Linked DNA regions of Gossypium hirsutum: region 1 is linked to region 2. A link is a contact called in public Hi-C data. All regions are on one chromosome and are shown on one strand. The core of a region is the stretch at or near the end of the contact, and the rest is flanking DNA. Distances in the headings are between cores, read along the strand shown. Region 1 holds the start of LOC107959804 (inactive LRR receptor-like serine/threonine-protein kinase BIR2). Region 2 holds the start of LOC107959803 (ABC transporter B family member 15).

Region 1 (4,045 bases), core at 1,458-3,957, 310 kb before region 2:
GTAGCTATTGTTTTTTTTAAAGTTTGAGAGTTTTTTACGTTCTTAAATCTTAAAATTTATATTAATTATATAAAGGTATGATAGATGTTATAATATAATTTTAAAATAAAAAATAAAAAATGTAATTGAATTAGATAAATCAATACAAAATGTGGAATGAAGTTAGAGGCAAAATGAAAAATATGAAAAACAAAAAAAACATAACATCAACGCAATCAACATATAAAAAATAATAACATTTAATAATATTTTGAATACATACAAAATATGAAGATGATTATATCATGTGACGTGAATTTTTATATATTAATTAAATTACTCTAACAAATATGCATGAATTGAATCACATTAAAGAAAATAACATTAAAATACAATAATAATCACATGAACACAACACAAATATCTGAATAAAACATTTTTTTTTTTGAAAATACATAAAAAAATATAAACTTTTTCTATACTTAAACCCGTATCAAGTTTCATTGCAAAACAAGGATGAAAGAAGATTTCTTGAAGATACAAGAACCTTAACAAGTTTATTTTTGTATTATACAACTACAAACTATATTTGTATGCATTACCATTCTGCAGACATGCCCAAGACTACATTGATTCAATAAAAATCAGTGGGAAATCATCAAACTCTTCTGAGAAACCATTTTCTTCACCCATGTTTTTCAATGACTCGTAAACCTGGTACATCGACCATCTGTCCTTTGATCGAGGATTGACACAGTTTAATGCTATTTTGAGGAACTGCAACATTTCTTCATCGTGCCCCTTCCCGCGCAGATTGCTGTCGGTAGCGTCTTTGATTCTACCGGAGTCTGAGAGATGATTTATCCAATCCACCAAGTTCCCTTTGAATCCTTCTTCACCACCTGCATTAACTTCCAGGGGTTTTTGCCTCGTTACCAATTCGAGAAGCACCACTCCGAGTCCGAACACATCCCCTTTAAGCGAAGCTACCGTTGTGGTTGAGTACTCTGGAGCTATATAGCCTAATTCACCTAAAGCTCCTTCCATAAAGCTAGTCTCATTAACATCCGAGGTATTCATAAACCCTGCCAATCCAAAGTCCATTATCCTGGCATCCAAGTCCTCGTCGAGAAGAATCATACTGGAGCTGATGTTCTGCTGCAGAAATGGAGGCCTGCACCCATGGTGCAGCCAAGCAAGACCCCTGGCTGCACCCAATCCGATGCGAAACCGAGTTGGCCAATCTACAACTGCAACACTACCATGTAGCAAGGAATATAGAGTCCCATTAGACATATGCTTATAAACTAACAGCTTTTCATCCTCTACAATACAAAATCCCAAAAGGGGTGCCAAATTCGGATGCCTAAGCTGGCCTAATCGGTTCATCTCCCAACGGAACTGCTTCTCGAGGATCCTACAACTTGTGAGCCTCTTGATTGCAAGGGCTGATCCATCAGGAAGCACTGCTTTATAAGTAGTTCCACTCCTAGTGGAAACTATGATGCTTTCAGCACTGAAGTTGTTTGTGGCAGCCATTAAATCAGCCAACTTGACTTTCACAAGTGGTTTCTGAAACAATGAAACTTGAGTCAATTTATGAGCCCTCAACCTCTCAGCCCAACCACTGCCACCAACAAACCCTTTTTTCCTCAGGCTCACCCATCTCAAATGGTGCCACCACCAGACCCCAAACCCAAACAACATTGACACTGCAGCACCTAAAACCCCGGCAGCAATTATAATGGCTAAATTCCTCCTACTCAAACCCCCACAGTTTCCAAGAGGACTCCCACAAAGATCACTATTCCCAGCAAAATCTGCCTTATCATGGCTCTCAAAAGCTGAAGGAATAGCACCAGAAAGATCATTGTTTGCTACTGCCAAAATCTTCAGCCTATCTAAACCAGATAATTGGTATGGAATTGGCCCTGAAAGTCTATTATTTGACAGTATCAAATTGTTCAAATAAGCACACTTTGATAATTCAGAAGGGATGGGACCTGACAGATCGTTGCTAGACAAATCAAGGGTTACTAAATAAGGCAACCAAGAACATATCTGAGAAGGGATATTACCAGAAAGCTTGTTAGCCGACAGATCCAAAGTCTGCAAACTCTGACAGTACTCCAAGGATTGAGGCAACCGTCCAGAAAGTTTCATGTCACGAAGTTCAAGTCTTATCAGCCGGTTTTCCCTTACATTCCAACATGTAACTCCATCAAAATTGCATATAATACCAACTGAATTGTTGTCGAAACGCCAATTGCTCAATTTCCCATCTGGGTCCTTGAGTGAATTCTTCACTCCTTCAAGGCACTTCATATCATCTTCAGTTACAGCTGACAGAACAAGCCATGGGAGAAACATCCAGCCTAAAACAGCGAAGTTGCGAAAAGATTCCTTCATTGCTTATCACCAACAAAAGAGAAAAAAAAAACCCAGAGTTTTATTTGTGATTTAGATCACGAAAACTGTAGTTGATGAGATGAATTTTGATTTTTCTTATTGTTGAAGTGACACGACTTTGAAATTGAAGGAAGTAAATTTGAACATAAAATGAATGGAAAAGTCCAAAGAGGAGTATACATACATGTCTTACGAGAAATTACCAAACAACTTTCATTGATTTGATTTTTTGTGTTTATTAGTGAGAAAATCATTTTTATTTTGCAAAATTTCTTCGCCAGAAAGGATAAATCAATTGTGTTCTTTTCTGCAAGTTTTTTTTGGGGAATAAAAAGGATTATTTTCTTTTTATTAATTTGGATGTTGATTACGGTTTGTTTGACTGGAAGAATAATTTGTTTAAAATAATAAATTAAGAAATTGTTGACCAACAAATATAGTCATGGTGTGGGACTTTGGGTGATGCACCAAATTATAATATTTGACCAAACCCGAATGATTCTTTTGCTATCACTTGAATGGGTCAATTTAAATGTTAAAAAGGTGATTAATATTAAATAAATAAAAATCAATTTTCTCTTTTTTTATATTTTTTTTAATTTTCTGCTAAACAAAATATCCAAATTCTATAGATGATACTGAATTGGTGTAATCAAGTCAATAAATTTTTTTTGAGGGAAGTTGAGACAAAATTATAAAATTTTAGGGTGTCCATATTTTTTGAAGGGTCAAGAATGAAAACACTTTACAAGACTTAAATTAAATATTTAATTATTAAGAGGACTTAAAGTTGAAATTATCCCATTCAACTAAAGGAGCGAATTCGATGTCCCGGCTTTGCCCCTGGGCCCGACCGTCATATTTTGTCCGGTTTTTTTGTCGCTGCTTGGTATAGAAACCAATCAAGGTGTTAGGAATTAGGATTGAGATAAGCCCAAGTTTTGTTTGGTTGCATTCATGAGATTCTAATAATATTTTTGATGAAATGAAAGTGAAACGCATTGGTCCTTTTTATTGTGACCAATGGGCCATTATCAAATACTCTTTCGCCACATTTCAAAGAAAATGAAAATTCCTGCCCCAGAAATACTGATTTCTTCCGTACCACATTCTTTCGCTTGATGTAAAAGATGAATAATATTACGTTAAATTAATATATATATATATATATATTAGTGTTTGGGTATTTAAATTTATAATATATGTATTATTTGTTAATGTACCCTTTTATCTTTAATTTTTTATTTTTTAATTTAAAAATATTAAACCATAATAAAATATTAAAATAACAAAAAAATGATATTTAATTTTATATTAACATTTAAAAGTAAAATAATATTACTATTTAAAATAATATATTAATATTATTACTTTTTATAACATAATAAAATATAATTTTATTATAATAGTAAAAATATTTATATAAATATAAATATAAATATAAATATAAATATAAATATAAATATAAATATAAATATAAAAATAACAATATATATTTTATGTTAACATTTATATATTATTATAAATAATATAAATACTTTTTTAGGGAATAAATAATACTAGAATTTTTATGACACGTATATGTGTGGAAACCAAAGATTTAGAATATAAATGTTTGTTTAAAAATTACATACAATAAATAATGAAATGTATGGTT
Region 2 (3,985 bases), core at 711-3,210:
TATTAGATATAAATTATTTTCATTGCGAAATATATTTCAAATATATATCATAATATATTTGAATTGGGAATAATTATATTTATATGTGATTTTAATATTTGAAATATAGCTTATATTCAAATTAAATTTTACAAAAAAAATATATTATTTGCTTAAAAGTATTTCAATTCATATTTTATATATAAAATTATTAATAATGCATTGCAATAAAAATTTTTATAAGTTAAGTTGATACATTTCATATATCTTAATATTAACAAATTTGTATATCATTTAAATGCATTTTTTTTAATTTACATTTTTTTTAAAATAGCCATTTTAACTTCTCAACACTATTTTTGTTAGAAATGCTAAATACTTAAATCTTAAACTAAATTTTATTGGTCACTCTTGGTTGGTCAAAACTTTGGTTAGATCAATTTGATCAAGCAAAAGTTGATGATTACCATTGTTATTGCTTTCGATGTTGGGTGGAAACCTCGTTAAACGCTTATTCTCCTCCACAGATACAATTAAGGGTGTTCCCAATATGGTAAAATTGAATTAATCGATCTAATTTGGTTAATCAGTCGGTAGTCGAATTTAATTCGGTTGGAAGTCAATTAATAATTTTTTGAAATTTCGATTATCAATTAATTCAATTTAAAACCGAGTAATTACTAATGTCTTATTTGTCATTTTCAACGGATAATTAACTGAATTTCAAGACTTATGTAGTGTTTCTAAATTATTATTTGTTATTTTCATCTCTATTTAAAGTTTTTTGAACTATTAAATAAAAGAAAATGAACATTTAGCAATGTATTTTTTTTAATGTTTATACTTGTTTTAATCAAAAGACAAAAACATATAAATTCTGGTTAATTCAATTAACCGATCGAATTAATCGAAATATTTCAATTTAGTTAAAATATTTTAAAAAGTTTTGATTCGATTAAGGGTTAACAATTTTTATATTTCAAATAATTTAATTAATAATAATTCGATTCGAATATTAATCGAACCGACCATTTGAATATCTCTAAATAAAACGACATATGCAACTCTTTCAACTCTCCTGCGATGTCAGCACAAGAGTCTCCAAACTTCAATTGCAACAAATGTCATCCCTATTCAACTTCCTGCCACTGATTTGGTCCTCTTTAAGTGTTACGAGGAAAAAGGTTTTAGATTATGATTTCGATGCTATCATATAGGATTCGGATCGCTGTTGATTTGGATATTCGCCATTCATAATTCTCTTAAACTTCGATTATAATTTAAATAAACGATTTATAAAAACTTAATAAAAATAATTTCTGAAATTAAATCTGATAAATTGTACCTAAGGTCATTAAAATCAATAAATTTACATCTTGATCATTCAATTTCAAATATTACAAAATGAGTATTAAATAATTTGAAAGGTTACAAAATGTCATCAGAGACATCTTATTCTCCTATGTTTTGGATTTTTTTGCCTTGTTTTTTAAATAAATTTTATAGTTTTATAATTTGCTATAAATTTTAAATAAATTTTTTTATTGTTTTTGTATTTTTAACATTTTTTTGAATTCTCAAAATAATTTTAATAATTTTCTATTATTTTCTTGAATTTTAAATAGTTTTAAATATTTTTTAAATTTTAATTTTTTTAATCATTATTAACATGCATGTGAACTGCCACGTGGATTTCAAATCAGTATAACTGATATATGTTAACTTTTCTATTTATTTCAGAGTGTTTTGACAAAAAATAATAATCGAGAGATTAAAAGAGAAAAATTAAATGATATGACTAAAATAATTTTTTTCACAAAATTAGACGTCAAATAATATTTTTATTTTAAAAATAGATAGTGGTTAAATAGTTGACAGCTATCTTCCACCGAGCTAAACATTATTATTTTCTCCCATTTTCAGGTGCCCCATAAATGCAGCACCCACTTTTCAAGTTTTATACTACTAATAGTTTTCCTTTTCACATTTCCTGGGTTCTTCAATTCTCCATATTATGTTTAGTGTTTAGTTTCCCTTTGTTTTAAAGCTCAAAGGTTTAGAAAACAATGACAGCGGATGATGGCAGGGGCAAGCCACGAACCACTGATCTGCGTAGGCGAGGGCGAGCAGGGGGGGGGAGGCGAACAGAGGGTTGAGTGTTGATAGACTAGGGCTTTTTTGTTTCATTTGCTTTAACTAATTTAGGCTGGGCTAGCTTAGAGTTTTTAAAAGTGGGCTTTTTTGGTCCGATCCAAGTTAATCTGGTCCAATTAGTGGACGGTTTGCTGTTTCAACATCCGTGGTCTATTTACTTTCTTTTTTTTTTACTATTTTAGTAACCATATAAATAAACCCTTTATTATTATTATTTTTCCTTTCAGTGGTTTACTCTTCACTACCAACTCTAAGCCACACAACACGAAGAATAGCTATATATACAAGACATTTCTCATGTTTGTTTCTTAATACTTAGCCAAAAGCATCACCCTGTCACTTGTTTCTCTTCTCACTTGTCTTAAAAGACAACTATTTTTGGAGGCAAGCAAAGAAAACAACAACAAACAAAAAACACGAAACACCCGGTGCTACCCTAAGTGGTTTACAGATTCTTTGGGTGCTGTTTTTATTTTCTTCTCAAAATGGGTAATGAGAAGGAGAAACAGAAGAAGATAAACGGATCCATAAGGTCAATTTTCATGCATGCGGATGATGTAGATATGTGGTTGATGACTCTTGGCTTCATCGGAGCCGTTGGTGATGGTTTTTGTACACCTCTTGTATTGCTTGTTACTAGCAAGTTGATGAACAATCTTGGTGATTCTTCAGCTTTCACTGCAGACATGTTCATTCATAACATAAACAAGGTCTTTCTTCGTTTTTTTTTCTTGGTTTTTTTTCCAAAAAAGGCACATGCATACGCACATACATGCAAATCAGTAAAAAGAAGGGGAGTAGCTAGGCATGGGCCCCAACCCCCCTCCAAATTTTAAGACGATTCTTATTGTTTAGGCTATTTAAGATAAACAAGGATAAAACTGCAACATTAAATTATTCTTATATCATGTAAATTTAGATTTCGTCCCTCAAAATTATAATTTATATGTTACCCCTTTTCAATTTAATTCTATTAAAATTTCATTTTCATAACACTTTTAATATATATCACTTATTACTTTTTTAGTTTAAATTTGTTTACATTTTTATTAATCAAATTAATATATATTTACTCTTGTTATTTTGTTAGTAATATTTTTCATCCTACGCTCATAATGAAAAATAATAAACTTAAATTATGTTTATTCTTAATATAAATTGAAGATTACTTATTTCACTTTTTCTAAATTAAAATCATTTCATGTTTTTATATCATAATATTGAATAATTTTATTATAATTTCTTAAATGTTGAGACTTCAATAGTTATAAAAAAATTAAGATAGTAACGCGAAACATAATTTATAATATTTTAAAATCGAAAAAAATTATTCCAAGATTTTATATAATATTAGTAATTTAAATACTATATAATATTTAAATATGGTGCTTTTCAGGGAAGCAGCCTTGGCCCCTAGATAATTGGTATAATACTATTTTAGTTCCTTTTCATTTATAAAATATTAAATTGAAGCCTTTTTAAAGTTTTTTTTTTTACATTTTTGGCCCCCCAAACTATTACAACTTTATTTTGACCTACTAACAACAAATTTCTAGCTTCGTCCTTAGTGCTTTCTATAAAATGAGTTAAAACATATTTAAAGATATAGAACATATTTAGATAGTGAAAGAATTTTTTTTTAATTAATATAGTTGGAATGATGTCAAAAAATTTTAATTAAAAAATAAAAGAGATTTTAAAATTAAAAAAAATCTAAATTTTAAAAAAAAAATCTATTAAACTTGAGCCATCAAATTAGGCAAATAATATAACATAAAAACTTAATTTTGATTTAAATTTAGATATAATGGATAATGGATAATGGATTATGTATATATATAATTGTTGTACA

What was found. A called contact is a pair of places that touch in the nucleus more often than the background predicts.
Region 1: a contact with region 2 is called in a Hi-C map of leaf, with 7 times the contacts expected there. The contact joins the promoter of LOC107959804 here to the promoter of LOC107959803 in region 2. A contact is called at or near these places in 12 of 34 Hi-C or Micro-C datasets (callus, hypocotyl, leaf and 1 more).

What each region holds. Positions count from the first base shown.
Region 1 is chrA05:100,622,379-100,626,423 of Gossypium_hirsutum_v2.1, reverse strand. LOC107959804 (inactive LRR receptor-like serine/threonine-protein kinase BIR2) reads right to left here and starts at 2,707. Exons shown (of 2, transcript XM_016895959.2): 1 at 2,573-2,707; 2 at 405-2,390. The coding sequence starts at 2,642. The coding sequence ends at 604.
Region 2 is chrA05:100,315,285-100,319,269 of Gossypium_hirsutum_v2.1, reverse strand. LOC107959803 (ABC transporter B family member 15) reads left to right here and starts at 1,960. Exons shown (of 7, transcript XM_016895958.2): 1 at 1,960-2,843. The coding sequence starts at 2,619.